2 separate regions of the Gossypium hirsutum genome follow, and region 2 is linked to region 1. Evidence: chromatin contacts called from public Hi-C data. All regions are on one chromosome and are shown on one strand. Each heading gives the region's core, a stretch centred on a gene start, on an enhancer-like site or on the middle of the called end of the contact. The rest is flanking DNA. Distances are from core to core; before and after follow the strand shown. Region 1 has its middle 33 kb from the start of LOC121213189. Region 2 holds the start of LOC107894985.

Evidence for each region. Hi-C and Micro-C count contacts between places; a contact is called where the count stands out from the background.
Region 2: a contact with region 1 is called in a Hi-C map of hypocotyl, with 3 times the contacts expected there. The contact joins the promoter of LOC107894985 here to the enhancer-like site in region 1. A contact is called at or near these places in 9 of 34 Hi-C or Micro-C datasets (callus, hypocotyl and leaf).

Annotation. Positions count from the first base shown.
Region 1 is chrA13:52,667,597-52,670,842 of Gossypium_hirsutum_v2.1, forward strand. No RefSeq gene overlaps it. Among protein-coding and RNA genes, the nearest start is that of LOC121213189, 33 kb to the right of the region's middle. Within about 2 kb of position 1,530, at least 4 of the 9 cell types and tissues checked have an H3K27ac peak or open chromatin away from gene starts, as enhancers often do. A contact at or near this core is called in hypocotyl and leaf, where this site is marked.
Region 2 is chrA13:52,919,695-52,922,940 of Gossypium_hirsutum_v2.1, forward strand. It overlaps LOC107894985, which reads left to right and starts at 1,689. Exons shown (of 5, transcript XM_016820151.2): 1 at 1,689-2,050.

The sequences.
Region 1 (3,246 bases), core at 280-2,779:
CATTTTGTACAAGCTGTTAACCTTAATCCATTTTTTTGTCAAAAAATTAAATTAACCAATGATAGGCTTCCACGTATCAAAAAAAGTAAAAAAAAGCACTTAAAATTAAATAAATAGAAATATCAATAGAAATCTAAAAAAATCATAAAAGACCAAAAAAACATTTGGAAAATTGTAAAAACTAACAAAAAAATCGTAATCTATTTTTGGAAATTATAAAAAAAATATTTTTAAAGTTATAAGTATCTGATACTTCAATTTTTTTTTGGAATTTTAAGTTTTTTAAGAAAATTTTAGAATTTTATGATTTTTTAAAGTTTTGTGGTTTTTCTTAATTAAAAAAACTCAAAATTCCTTAAAAATATTTAAAATTCATAAAAGTGCAAAAAAAAACCATAAAATTTTATGAAAAAAATAAAATTCTTAAAATTTTTCATAAAATTATAAAATTTTCCAAACTAAAGTTCTACTCAAACTAATTTTGTAATTTTTTTTTGAAGTTTCACATACGTATAATTTTTAAAAATATTTTTATAATTTTCAAAAATAGATTATGTGTTTTTAGTTTTTATAATTTTCTATGTTTTAATAACTTTTTTTGGATTTTGTAAAGTTTTTTTTTATATTTTTTAAAATTTTTAAGTGAACATTTTTCTTTCTTAACCTATCGTGCCATTTGTTAGTTAAATTCTTTTAATGAAAAATTGATTTGGGGTAAAGCGGATTATAGAGTTAAAATATAGGAGTTGAATTGATAATAAAAATAAAAATATAAAGGTTAAATTGAGAAAAATAATATATGTATCGAAGTGATAATTTAACTATAATACAAAAAGAAAAAAGGTATTAAACCTAAATATTTAGATATGTCTGACTTTAGGCTTTTGTTGCTGATGCAGCTGGAACATTTATGTATATGTACCGAGTAATTTCCTTTCCTTTTTTTGGAGGAAAAGAAATCATATAAAACGTAGTGGGATTTTCTTTTGAAATCAAGCTGCTAATATCCCTAATCGGCATCATCCATGTGATTCTAGTCTACGCTCTAGAAATGTCAAAATCCGACTGTAGATATTGTGGCCCTTCAGCCCAATTGGGAGCCGAAGGGCTTGCAAGCAATAGAAAATTGGCATTTTCTTATAGATGATCCCGTAGCCTTTCATTTTCTCATCGGCTGCTATTGCTTTCATTTTGTTTTCTTCAATCCAAGCCGTCCAATTGTTACTTAGCCCTATTAAATTTGAATTGGTTTATAATTATGCCAATTGTCAAAACATTATTTTAAACTTGTACTATCATATATAAATCCACCTTAATTGTTCCTAATATTTTATTATACCAAATCTTGACAAAATTAAGCATTGGCTTAAAGCAAGCTTCTTTCCAGCCAAAACTGATTTGGCAATAATAAAACTTGCACAATTAGCCAAGTATACTTTGGGGTGCCAGCGAGCAATCCTACGGCTACCAACTTACGACTCCTCAATAATTGACTTCATTACAACCGTCGGATCAAGCAGGACATACACACGAGGGTATGATTAATAAACATCCAACCAAACCAAACCACTGGTGCTCAACATATGACTTGGGAAACATTCATGGAGTTGTCTTTAGTCAGGTGACGACACTAAAATAATAAAATCTGAAAAGCCCCATAATCCAACGAGGAAAAAGGATAAAGTATGCAAAGTCATTTATGTGAGTTGTACAGTTGCCAGAAAACATATGAATCGGCCGACCAAGTCACCTTCAGATATTAAGTTTTTGTCCATTTGTCATTTTATGTTTGTTGGAATTGAATGAGACCCAACAAATTAGATGATAGCAGATTTTGTCCCTCCCCGCACACGCTTAGTTGTCCAATTCTCACTAGAAAGATTGTGTATTCTTGGCTGGTTTTGTCGTCTTGTATAGAATTTGGAAGATAATTGTTTCTTAGTTTTTTTCATAAGAATTATGATGGTTTTAGTGCTTGAAGATGTTCAAAATTGCATCTTAAACCTAGTGTAAACTATATTTAATGTCATTAAACTATTAGTAAGTTTATGTTTGGTCACTCAAATTCACAAACTCACAAAATGGTCACTAAACTATTGAAAAGTTTTCATTCAAGTCACTAAACTATTCAAAAGTTATTATTTAAGTCACTAGGGTTTTAAGTTTTTTTTAAAGTCCAACTAGCGAGCTCCAAGCCATGATTCAACGCTCGATACGGTGGATCAATGCTGATCGACAAGTGGAAGAACATACCTTAGGTCCAAGTTGATCTAACGATTAGTTTTGGAGATCAGAGAAGAAAGTTGTTTGCATTTTGGTTCACATATTAGTGACATTCAAAGCCATTTTAGTAAAAAAAAATTGAACAATAAAAGAGACGAGGAAGGAGAGCTTTTGATTTATGTAAGCAATGCGAACAAAGAAAACCATACAATAGCAATTTTAACAACCCAATGACTTATATGAAAACTTTTGAACAGTTAAATGACCATTTTGTAACTTTTTGAAGTTGGATAACCAAAATATAAAGTTACTAATAGTTTAGTGACCTTAGTGTAGTTTACCTTTTATTATACTTATACATATACACATACATATACATACATCATATCTATTAAAAAAATACACATTCATGATAAATATAGCTATATTGATAAATTTAATAGTAATTATTAAAATATTAACAATACAAAAAGCTTTAAAATAGACATGCTTAAGGAGCAAGTAGGTAATAGACCTAGCTTGAGTCATAGTCAGCCCGTGAGCAAAGCTACCCAAAGCACAACAACATGTTTGGAATGGAGTGAAGACAAGAAAAACAAGCCACGATGTTGGCGGAACATCTCATAAGACTCTAGAAGTTCGAAGAAGGGACTGGATTCTAAAAGCTCTATAACTCTCCACACTTGAATAACATTTAATAGGATAGTTGGAAAAGTTCTAGAGGATAAATTTAGGTCGTCCATTAAGATTGATTATAAATGTTGGATCAAAAGGGGCTTCCCTATATAAGTGAAGGCTCCCTCCGTTATTTGTACACACTAGCTAGCATTTCTTGGGTAATATACTTCCATATTTTCCCATTTCTCTTGTGTTCTCCTAAGTGCTCTCTTCCTTTTGTGCTTGTTTAGGCTAAGTGTGCCAAAGCCTCTCCAAGTAAGGATCGAAGGGTAACTTAAGCTTAAAGGCGTAAAAACAAAGTATAAGGTTGTAAGTGACCGAAGCTAAAGTCTTGACCCATGTGGT
Region 2 (3,246 bases), core at 439-2,938, 250 kb after region 1:
AGCATATACAAAAGGACTATAAAAAAAAAGAACAAATTGCACGTATAAAATTTGTACATACAGTAATTTTCTATTCAATTTTAAATGTTTGAAGTTTCTAATTTTTAAAATAATTTTCTATTATTTCAATTTAGAAGTTATACGTTTAATTTTTTATTGTTTATTTTATGTTACGTTATGAATGTTTGATTAATAAATAACTGGTGAGTATTTGGTACTTAAATAGTATATTATTGATATCTCTTTTTTTAAATATTTATTTTTTTAATATTTTACTATACTCATAAATTTTTATAATCCTAATTTTAATTTAATTTTCATCACCTAATGAATGCTAATAAATTTATTTTAAATGTATTTTAACTAGATAGATAATCTATTTAAAAATAGTATATAATTATGTTAAATAAGTTTCTTTTATAGAAATATATAATATACATAAAATATAATAATTATTTTTCATATTTTTATATCTAAATTAAATTACATTAGTAGTCACTTAACTACGATTTTTTGGCTATTGAATTATGAAAACTTACAAAATGATCACTCATTTAGTAATTTTTTAAATATTTTACCATACTTATTTTATATTTTATAATTTTTTTACTTGTGGAGTTTAAAAATTGTATTTATAATGTAACAAATATTAACTTTTTGTAAAAAAAAAATTAAACTCTATAAGTAAACAAATATAAAATATAGTGTAGCCTTTAATTTTATGTTATTAGTTAAAAGGGGAAGAAATCCTACATTATCTAAGAACAAGTTGTAAACCTATTAATGAGTCTATATATACATATATCTCACATCCTACATTGCTTAAAAAAAAAAGAGAAATAAGACTTTGGTCTATATAAAGATCTGTCAGCAAAAATAAAATAGTGTTACCACTTTGGGTCTTTGTAAAGGCTTATTTTCGTAAATTTTCAAAAAAATTATCTATTTTTATAATATTTTTAAAAAATGACATTTTTTTTAAAATTTAATTTGAGCACAAACAAAAGTACGCTTACATCAGCGCATTTTTCTAAAATTCTTCCTTAAAATGCTTTCATGTAGGTACATTTTGATTTTTTTTAGCCCATTATGGTAAATAAAGTTTATAGGCTTTTTTTAGTAAAATATTCATTATCTTGTTTAATTTAAAATCACAAAATTGCTCCTCAAATATATAACTATTATCGTTATCACTTGTTACTATTTTTTTTTCTATATCTGGGGAGGTTAATGAGATTAATTGGGATACAACTTAGGCTTTTATGTTTATAAATAATGTTATTATATGATTTTTTTTTCGTATCGTTTGTACTAATTGAATTTTTTTCTCTTTTATAATTTATTTTAATGAAATAATTTTGAATGTAAAATCTAAAATTGGTCATAAAATAGATTTAGATATAAAGTATGTTTTTTTGCTTGTCAATGGGTATCGATCTAATGTACTAATCATCAAATTATTACTTAGAACTTGTTAACCGAAATTTTTAAAAAAAATTTAATCTAGTAACTTAAATAAAAAAATTTCAAATAATTTAATAATTTAAAATTTAATCATATATATTTTGAAACTTTTGGAAGATAGGAATAAAAATGTAAACTTAGATAACCTGGGTGTGTATATTTTTAAAAAATTAAAATTAAAAGTCAACGTAAATATAATTAAGGGGTAGATGTAAACCCGATTCAACGTCTGATCCATAGGTTGTAAAATGAAAAGTGAAAACCGTTGTCGATGATTAGTTCTCAAAGGAAGAGAGGGTCTGACTCGCAAAAAGTGGGGAGGATGAAAGTAGCCAGGGGTGGGGTACCTAACAAACCTACACGTGCACGCGATATCACCGTCATCATCATCATCTTCACTCTATTCCCACTTCCACTTTAACCTTCCCTTTTTTTTTTGTTAGCCCTCTGCTGTTTTCGATACTAAATAGCTTCTCCGGCGAAAAACAATATCAACTTAACCATTTTGACTTTGAGGAACAGAGCTAAGATTCTTGTCAGGTTCGAAAAAAACGAAGTCAAAAGGGAAAAAGAGAGAAAAAAAAAGGTAATGGTTTTTTTCCTTGTATTTGTAGTTGTTGCTGTTTGGTTGGAAAGAAAATTTGTTTTTTTTTTTAAATCCTGAGAAAGTGAACAGGTAAAGTGGTGTTATCAGTTTGGTTAATTTAGTTCTACAAATGGGAATGGGGAAAGTGAAGGAATGATGTTGGAGTCTCTCAGGCAAAAACCCAAATCCATTAAAATAATAATAAATATTGAGAGTGTTTGGTTCTCTCAGCCATTAATAACAGATAGTAGCTGTGGAGTTTTAATCTTTCGATAATTACAACTCACTCATTTCTTCATTAATTTACAATATTCCTCTGTTTTAAAACCCCCAAACCTTCTTCAAACTTGGGGTTTTTTTAAGCTTTGCTTTTAAAGCTTCTAAATGAAAAGATTGTTTCTTTATTATTTGCTTTGCTTCCTTTGAAGAGTGAAGACCCCAAAACTCCATAGGTTCTCCCTTTTCTCTAACCTTTATGCAGTGAAATATTGATGAAATTTTTATGTTCTGAATCATAAAGGTACAGCTACTATCATTTATTTTAATATATTTTCTTGAATGATTGTTTCTCTCTTTTGGGTTTTTGTATTTGTTGGGATCTGTTTCAGATCTCTGATATTCTCTCCTTTTGTTTTTTACTGCATCTTTTTCATCTATTTGATTTAAACCAATCTGTGATTTTTTTTCCTCTATAAATAATTGCTGTGGATTAGATCTAGTTAAAGGTATAAACACAACAGATGGCAGCTTTTGTTGGAAAAAAAAAAGGGGAAAAGGGTTCCTTTTGGGGTTTGAAAATCAATTTTAAACTTCATGTAAGCTTTTCAAAAAAGTTAAAAACTTTTCTCTCGTCTTTTTGTACATAAAACAGAAGATTCCCCATAGTGAAAAGGAAGTTTTTTTTTTTATCATGGAGCAATCTCTTGGTAACTATTTTTGTTGTATATAATTGGATAATTAGATTTTTGGTTTAGGAAAATTACTGTGGTTTGGATATTTAGGGCTCTGTTTTTGGTGCCTATAATTGGATAATTGTTGGTTTCTTCAAGCTAATAAATGAGCTTGGACTTAGGTTCTACTAATCTGGTTTAGATTACTTCAATCTCTGTTATCATATTGCCTTTGTTTCTTTTTAATGGATTTCTGTTTTAATCTTTGAATATCAGTTAGTTTTAGGGTTAAGACCGCTTGGTTCT